3 separate regions of the Sus scrofa genome follow, and regions 1 and 3 are each linked to region 2. A link is a contact called in public HiChIP or PLAC-seq data. All regions are on one chromosome and are shown on one strand. Each heading gives the region's core, a stretch centred on a gene start, on an enhancer-like site or on the middle of the called end of the contact. The rest is flanking DNA. Distances are from core to core; before and after follow the strand shown.

Region 1 (2,767 bases), core at 183-2,682, 340 kb before region 2:
TAGGATGGGGTTGTTGAGATGATTAAATGAGTTGATTTGCGTAAAATCCTTGAAAACTAACACATAGCAAGCAATCAATATGTGTTAAAAACTATCATGATCATCCTCATCTTCCTTGTCATTGTCGTCATAATCCCCATCATTTATATCCATTTCATGATGGATCAAGAGCCATTAGTGATCCAAGATCGTATCCAATCTCTCTAGGTTAAAGTATATATCACATCTAGGACCAGCCTTGGTCCTACCAAGAATCTCTTCCATGTCTGTTTTCCGAAACCAAAAAAAAAAAAAAAAAAAAAAAAAAAAAATCTGCTTCTAGGGAATTTGTGGCATTAATTCTACCCAAATGTCACTGGCCACCACAAGAACAAAAAAATGCTTATTCATATTAATGGTGGAAAATATGAATAAACATGATCTTTTTTTCCCTTGATCTTAGAATTCCTTGGAAGTCTTTTTACAAATTTTATACTACTTAAACCTCACAATAATAGCCTTATGACGGACATAAGAAACCCGTAATCTATTTATTCATTGATTTTCTACTAGGCTGTACTATCCAGAATATAGCCAGTCAAAGCAAATGTCATAAAAGCCCAAGAACTATAGGCAACTTTAACTCAATAACTTTCAACTCAAAGGAGAACTATTTAGGTCCTGACTCAGAATCTAGTTATTTTTATGATGGATAACATGATAAATTTTCCCCAATTTGGAGAAGATTGATTTTAAAAAGGCAAATGCCATTATCATAGAGTGCTAGCAATGGAAAAGACAAAGTACCAATGTAACATAGAAGCTAAAAAGGCCAGGCAGCTCTGTGCTATTTCACACGGGGGAAGAGAGAGAATCCATGCACGCCAGGCCAGGGACGTAACATAAACTCTTGGTAATCCTGGCAGACTTGACATCTGTCCTTACTTCCACCTTAGTGGTGTCACATAAATTCCGAAGAATAAACATGGCTTAAGACAGTCAGTGTTTGGACCCTTTTCCTCCCTACCATCTTGGGAGCACACACACACATACACCCACACCAAAAACAAAAAAACAAAAAAACAAAAAAACTCACAACCCAACCCAACATCCAATTTTCAGCTCTGGATTGTGTAACATGAAATGTCGCCACATACAACTATGCACATGACTAAGCTTAAGGGCAGTTACACAGAGTTTTCCAAAGAAAACTGGTTGGAACTTGATGTAATATCAAAGAGTTGAACTTGCCCAAGCACAGGACTGTTGGCCATGTTTAGACCAAGCTTCAGCGTGTACCCCATTAGCAAATTTAAGAAATGGGGAGGTTTTATAATGAACTGCAAAATAAAAAGGAAGTAGAGGAATTCCTGTTGTGGCTCAGGAGTAAAGAACCTGACTAGTATCCATGAGGATGCGGGTTTGATCCCTGGCCCCTTTCAGTGAGTTTAAGTATCTGGTGTTGCCACACCCTGCGGTGTGGGTTGCATACGTGGCTTGGATCTGGCATTGCTGTGGCTGTGGTGTAGGCTGGCAGCTGCAGCACCAATTGGACCCCTAGCCTGGGAACTTCCATATGCCACGGGTATGGCACTAAGAAAAAAAAAAAAAGATAGAAGTAGATATTTGAATGAAAGCAGTCACTTCCCTATCCCCTTTGCAAGAAAAAACCCCACTATGGGTGTTATTCAAATGTACACCTATCCAGTTTCTGCTCTTTACCATTCTGCCATGATTTGTCCAAAGCATGTCAAAACTGACTTTGGAAAGACATCAAAGACAGAAATGAAAACTGGTGCAAACAAACATAACCTTCAATAAGGCTGTTTTTACGGAAAAAAAAATCCAGAACAAAAGATGTGGACCAGATATAAAAGATTAAAGTACTGCCCACAGAATTTTTTTCATAAAGGATCACAAGTGGTCACAGCTCAAACTGATTTGTTTTCCAACTTTTGCCATTTCCATTAAACTGATTCAATGTGACTCATTTTAGAGGTAATTAGAACAAATGAGCTTGACAAACAGACAGTCCCCTCCAAAGGTGAGTTGAAAGGAAAGATTGCAGCCCTTCTGCAGCTGAGTGTACAACTTTTATATCTTTTATTCCACAACTGCCTACTAGAGATATTAAATCGCTGATCCTGTGAGAGGAGAGGTGTAAGTTCTGCAGCCAGAAACCCCGTGTGGGAAAAGGAACAAGAAGAAGTGTCACAGAGTGAGTGTGCAGTCTCCTTCTCTACACAATTCCCTTTAAGGCTTAGAATTTAAACAAATACCATGTTAAGGATGGCAAACAGAGAGAGAGTGTCTAGGATTGGATTGAAACAAAGGACACACCTTAGGTGGCTTGGCACCCACGGGAATCAGAAGCCGAGAAAGAGCCATTTCAAATTATGCTGCCCCTTCCTTCCGAGGATTCTGTTGGTTCCCACAAAGATTAGCACATTAGCTAATTAATTAGAAGATTAAATCTGCTAATTAATCACAACTGAATCTAACCTTGATCATGTGTGTAAGAAGAGTGGGACCTTTCTCTGATAATTCTTACCCACCAGAAAAATCTGATACAATACGAGTGTGCATTTAACTTCAAATGTTCTCCCAGTAAGTCTCAGTACAATGGCAAAGGGCAAGCCAAGTTTTCTAGGATAGTCTTTCTCAATTTTAAACTAAAGAAGATAATTCCTGTTTGATTCACAGCATTGTTCTGATAAATAATGAAAAAAGGCACATAGATTCCTTGGAAAACACAAAATAAGGATATTAATTTATCCTCTTCTGCAGA
Region 2 (3,056 bases), core at 96-2,595:
AAGGACAGAGGCTATAGAAGGGAGAGGGAATAGGGGGTGCAGGTTGGGGTCGGGGGGTGATGTGGATGGAGACGTATATAACAGTGTGTTGGTAAAGCAGCTCTCAAAAAAAAAAAAAATATTCCAGATTTATAGCATCTGCTAATTTCCGTGACATGAACCCTCCACCATAGCCACCAAGAATTTACACTACCAAGAATGAAGAACTAGCTAACACTCAGCTCTTGCAGTGAGATGAGCTGGACTGAGCACAGCAATGACTGAAAGCAATGCTGGGAAACGCTCGCTGACCAGTGATGAGCTCCTGCAGGTCCCTTGGGATGATACGTTTCCAGGTCCAGAAAGCTTCCTTCTTCTGTGTCTTTCTCTTCATGAAACTATGACTATGTTTTAGCCTGGGTGTCAGTGAGCATATCCTGTTCTTCAAGAGGAGATTTTTGCATAGGACCTTGAATAAAGTGACATGGTTTTAGCCTCAAAGGATAGGCATCTCTGTTCCCTGGTTTGGATGACAATTACTATTCTTGGTGAACTCTAGCCACTCTGAGCTGGGAGGAGGAGGGCAAAAAGGAACAGGGTATCAGGAAAATCACTTGTGTCCTCACTGGCCTCTGGCCTCTCTCACTCTACCCTCCGTGTAAGGCTCTGGCCTTTCTGTGAGATCAACACTCCTTAGTCCTGGCTTGGAGGAAAACTGAAAGAGTTAGACTCCAAAATAAGCTAATTATCATCCATAGCCTGAGCCAAAGAAAACCAGGGAAACTTTTGGCAAAAAGAAGTTGTCTTCGAGAAATTATTTTCCATGTTACACTTGCATACATGTGTCACGGGCTTGCCATTTCAACAGAAGGGGAAAAACATGACCTTGAGTCTGCTGGCATCCTGTTGCCTTTCCTGCCAGGATCAGAATGTTCCTCCTCTTGTTTCATTTCTGTTCCCCGTAGTGGACTCAAGGTTGGCAAATCTGAGGCTGTAGGCTGAATCCTGCTGACTTTTTCTCCCCTAAATATTGTGTGCTCTAAGTAATGCATATTGGGCAATACTATTTCATCTTGCTGATGTTTCAGTTTTTGAGCCACGAGCCCAACAAGTTGTTTGAACCTCAAAGCACATTTCCTGTGGCAATGCCAGTCAACAAGAAACTATAGTCACAAAGGTTAAGTATCAAAGAAAGGTGTACTTGGCAAGATCCTCTGACTCCATATTCTTGTTCTAAGATCTGGATTCCCCTCTATTTGGTACAGGGATATGGTCGCTATAACTTGACCATGAGGCTCAGCTGTCTGAGAACAAATCCCAAGACACATGAGGACCATGTCAGACTTTTGCCCGAACTGTGAAAGTCTCACACCAGGAAATGACAGACAACATCCTGATGTTAATTCATGAGCAGTTTGATGCCTCTTGAGTAATAAGTGCAAATTGAGAAATAAACTTCCTTCCTGCTGTTGAAATTTCTATACCTTAGAGTACTTCAATGTATAGAACTAACTAGTATTTTTTTAAATTTAATTATGAAAGAGATTTTGCTTAAAACTTGTCCAAACTAACTTAGGGCAAGTGTGTAGAGGTTAGATTCTTAAAATACAAAAAAAAAAAAAAAAAAAAAAATTAGGTATCTCTCCCACCACAGAAGTTTTCAAGGATACTTTGGGGAACCACTAAAGGCAAGACAATAATTCTTTGTTTTTTCTAATAACACCTTCTCATATTATGTTATTGAGAATCGATTAAGTGAAAGTAAAATTTATTAATTGGCCAAGAAACTATATTTGAAAGAAAAACATGCCTTACTTTCCTTGGTATAACTTTCCCATCTGAGGTATTCATCTTGAAAACTCATTATCTATGTTCCATTTCTCTTCCTTCCCAAGAAAGTCCTAATTTCAAGCCATTAAGTATAGTTGCATTCCAAGCCTTATAAAATAAACCCTGTGAGTAGATAAAAACAAATAGAAAATAAACAATTCTTATTTCTAAAAAGCAATAAACCCTCAAGAGGGTATCAAACTGGAGTACACATTTAAATACATTATTATATTACTCAGCTTTTTTCCCAAACTCATCTCCTTAGTCATCTGTTCTAGGATCCTTTTCAGAAATCCTTCCCTAAATGCATTTCCCCAATATCTCTGCGCTCAAGCCCATCTCTAATAGTTGTGAGGTCTTGGGATAAGGTTCAAAGGGAGGCCCAATCCCCCTGCCTAAATATTTGAAACTTTCTAAATAAGCTAACAAAATGTTAAATAAAATAGTTCTATGCTTCTACCTTGACAAATACATATCAAAGACATTTTAAAAATAAATAAAACTTACAGACTTTATGTGATGAGTCAGCAAAATAGCAAAGATAACTGAATTTAATTGTTCCACAAACCTGAGTGTTCTGTTATTGTACAGGCCATGTTTGGATGCATGCGCAGTAAAGAAATGCATAATTTATGAGTTACGCTATATTAATGGCTTAAAGTTTATTTTTCTCAGCTGCATTTCAGCAAAATTATTTCTTAGGTTTTTATGACTGCAATTTTCACATAATTTGTGTTCTACAGACATCTTACCAAACTAGATGTTACTTGAATTATTAATCCTTAGGTCGCTTCATTATTAATTTTAATTAGAGGTTTCACTCTGCTAATGTGATGATTTGAATTGTCAATAAGATTTCTAAAACATCACTTAGGTTCAAAAATGAACCATTAATCTTACATTATGTTCACATATTGTAATGTGTTGCTTAGAATACATTACCTAGACAACCAATCTTCCAGAATAGTTGAGAAAACACACAGTGGACCGATTCCTTCAGGTTGTGTTTATTGAGAGGATGGGGAAATTGTTGGTCATAAGTCTTCATGGCCCTTTTGGGTTCCCCCAAGGCTTTTAGGTCAAGCTCTCTGTGAAAATTCTGCTTTTTATTTTTTTTTATTTTTTATTTTTTTATTTTTTTTGTCTTTTTGCTATTTCTTTGGGCCGCTCCCGCGGCATACGGAGGTTCCCAGGCTAGGGGTCGAATCGGAGCTGTAGCCGCCAGCCTACGCCAGAGCCACAGCAAC
Region 3 (2,730 bases), core at 120-2,619, 360 kb before region 2:
AGCAAATAGTAAATGCTGTTAGTTTGAACAATATGAAATTGCTGCTTATTTAGGTCAAATATGAACAATTTCAAATGGCTAATAGGTTAGCCATTATTAAAAGAAAAATGGATGCTGTTGAAGGGTTTGCCCTATTGAATTGCATCCTATTCTTTTCCTTCCTTGCACATGTAGATATCTCAATATAATAGATATCGTGCCATCTTTTTGACCTCATCAACTGCTTTGTAAATGGACTTTCCCCTTCACCTCCTGTGGCATATGGAAGTTCCTAGGCTGGGGGTCCAATCGTAGCTGCAACAGCTCATGGCACTCCAGATCCTTAACACACTGAACGAGGCAGAGATTGAACCTAAAGCTAGGGATTGAACGCATGTTCTCATGGATACCAGTAGGGTTTGTTACTGCTGAGCCATGGTGGGAACTCCTCCCCTTCAGCTCTTGAAGTCAATCTGAACAGCCCTAAACAAATTTCCATAGTAATGCTGCCTAAATGAATATTTCACACAGCTTAAAGTTAATAAAATACACCACCATATTGGTGAAAACCATATAGAAAAGATTCCTTATTTCTTTGGCTACTGGATCAAATTTGCGAAAAAGGAGGCATATATATACAAGGAATTTAAAAAACATTTCAGATCATTTATTTGCTCATTCTTTTATTCATTCATTAATTCATTCAGTCCTTTATTCAACCGATTTTTATTGAGCACATCCCATATACAGTATACAATATTAAGAATGGCAAAGTATACAAAGATGAATGGGACAGGTCCTCTATCCCTAATAAATACAACATATTACCTAGAATTGAATTTGAACTAATATATAACTGGTAATGAAATACTTGAACCACCCAAACAATAAATGGTTTTATGACAAAAGTTTATATTCTTATATTATGCAAAGATGACTGAAAGGAATGGATTTTTGTCTCAGAAATTATATCTTATTTATTGCTATATAGCAAATTATCCTGAAATGTAGCAGCATACTATAATATACATTTCTTATCTCACACATTTTCTGAGGATCAGGAATCCAGGAGTGGTTTAGCTGGGTTTTCTGGCCCAGGGTCTCTCATGAAATCGTCGTCAAACTATTAGACAGTGCTGCAGTCATCTGAAGGCTTGACCAGGGCTGGCAGATGACTCACTCACATGGCTGTGGACAGGAGCCTCAGTTCCTTGTTGGCTTTTGGCAGAAATTCTCAGTCCCTATCATTATAAGCCTTTTCCCTGGGCTGCTCTGAACATGGCAGTTGGTTTCCCCCAGAGCAAGCAAACCAAGAGAACAAGCAAGGAGGATGCTACAGTGACTTTTATGACTTAATCTCCAGAGTCCACACACATCACTTCTGCTTTCCTTTGTTCCTTAGAATTAAGTCACTAAGCCCAGCCCTTTGGCAAAGTGAGAAGGATTAGGCTCCATCTCTTGAGAGGAGGAGTATCAAAGACTTTATAGATACATTTTATTTTATTTTATTTATTTTATTTGCTTTTTAAGGCCACATGTCTACATATGGAAGTTACCAGGCTAGGGGTCAAATCGGAGCTGCAGATCCTGGCCTACACCACAGCCACAGCAATGTCAGATCCAAGCTGCATCTGTGACCTACACCACAGCTCATGGCAACACTGGGTCCTTAATCTACTGAGTGAGGCCAGGGATCAAACCTGCGTCCTCATGGATTCTAGTTGGGTTCGTTACCACTGAGCCACAGTGGGAACTCCCCATAGATATATTTTAAAACTACCACAGTAGTGATGTTAATGTCTCATTTGAATATTAAAAATTTTTTTTTTCATCTCGTAGAACTCTATGCTTGCATGTACTTGCTAATTTTTTTTGTGGGTAACTTTTTAATAAAAAATTTTCTATTTCCTTGTTTAAAAAGTAATACATGTTAATTGTAGAATATTTAATAAGTATAGAAAAATACAAAAAATATAAATCACACATAATTCTACAAACCAGGCATAACCACATTTGACATGTTGTTTTGGTTTATAATGTGTATGTACAAATAGTACACACACATATATAAACATATATCTATATATCTCATGGGTAATACATGTTAAAACATTTTAGTGTATATTCTTATCTAGCTACATAGGAGAAATAACTTATAATTAAAATTTGTTTGAAAACAATCCTAAGTGCTTCATAACATGCTATGGGTAAATGTTTCTTTCCTTCTTTAATCTTTTCTATTTTTCGACATTAGACTATTTGCTTCCTTTTATCACAACAAATAATGATCTTGTTTACATAGTGTCTTTATACATCTGAATATTTCCAACATAAGATCCTACAATTACAGGATGAACTTACTACCAAAATTGCTTTCAAGGAACATTATATCTATTTGTATTTTTATCAGCAATTTAAGTTCCTATCACACTGTAATCTGTTGAGTATTTAATATTATACCTTCTTAATTTTTTAATAGACCAAAAAGGATATTTCACTTTCATTTGTGTTTTGTTGCCATGCCAGTTATTTTATCGCCTCTGTGTTCCAAATTGATTCTTTGCTGATGGCTCTGGGAAAACCGATATGGGAGCCTTTAAATTTGTTTCCTTTGCAGCTTACAGATGTCATATTTTGTCAGTAGAGGGCGCTGGAGAAACACTGTAGGAGGAAGTTGGTTTTACAGGATTCCTCAGGGGCTGGTTGGTCAGGCTCAGGGAAGCTTTCTTCCTCCACCGTTTTGCCCAGAGT

The links. HiChIP or PLAC-seq counts read pairs in DNA pulled down with a chosen protein or histone mark.
Region 1: an H3K27ac HiChIP or PLAC-seq map of alveolar macrophages shows a contact between it and region 2, with 4 times the contacts expected there. The contact joins two enhancer-like sites. A contact is called at or near these places in 6 of 47 Hi-C or Micro-C datasets (embryonic fibroblasts, epiblast stem cells, fibroblasts and 3 more) and 1 of 2 datasets of contacts at active chromatin or transcription factors (alveolar macrophages).
Region 3: a contact with region 2 is called in an H3K27ac HiChIP or PLAC-seq map of alveolar macrophages. The contact joins two enhancer-like sites. A contact is called at or near these places in 2 of 47 Hi-C or Micro-C datasets (epiblast stem cells and fibroblasts) and 2 of 2 datasets of contacts at active chromatin or transcription factors (alveolar macrophages and skeletal muscle).

What each region holds. Positions count from the first base shown.
Region 1 is chr8:69,788,204-69,790,970 of Sscrofa11.1, forward strand. All of the region lies in intron 4 of RASSF6 (ras association domain-containing protein 6), which reads right to left. Among named protein-coding and RNA genes, the nearest start is that of RASSF6, 43 kb to the right of the region's middle. Within about 2 kb of position 1,433, at least 2 of the 83 cell types and tissues checked have an H3K27ac peak or open chromatin away from gene starts, as enhancers often do. A contact at or near this core is called in alveolar macrophages, where this site is marked.
Region 2 is chr8:70,128,531-70,131,586 of Sscrofa11.1, forward strand. No RefSeq gene overlaps it. Among named protein-coding and RNA genes, the nearest start is that of CXCL2, 27 kb to the right of the region's middle. Within about 2 kb of position 1,346, at least 17 of the 83 cell types and tissues checked have an H3K27ac peak or open chromatin away from gene starts, as enhancers often do. A contact at or near this core is called in alveolar macrophages, where this site is marked.
Region 3 is chr8:69,771,307-69,774,036 of Sscrofa11.1, forward strand. It overlaps RASSF6 (ras association domain-containing protein 6), which reads right to left. Exons shown (of 11, transcript XM_005666740.3): 11 at 2,220-2,730. It overlaps LOC102166306 (alpha-fetoprotein-like), which reads left to right. Exons shown (of 14, transcript XM_005666743.2): 14 at 1-2,482. Among named protein-coding and RNA genes, the nearest start is that of RASSF6, 59 kb to the right of the region's middle. Within about 2 kb of position 1,370, at least 1 of the 83 cell types and tissues checked has an H3K27ac peak or open chromatin away from gene starts, as enhancers often do. A contact at or near this core is called in alveolar macrophages, where this site is marked.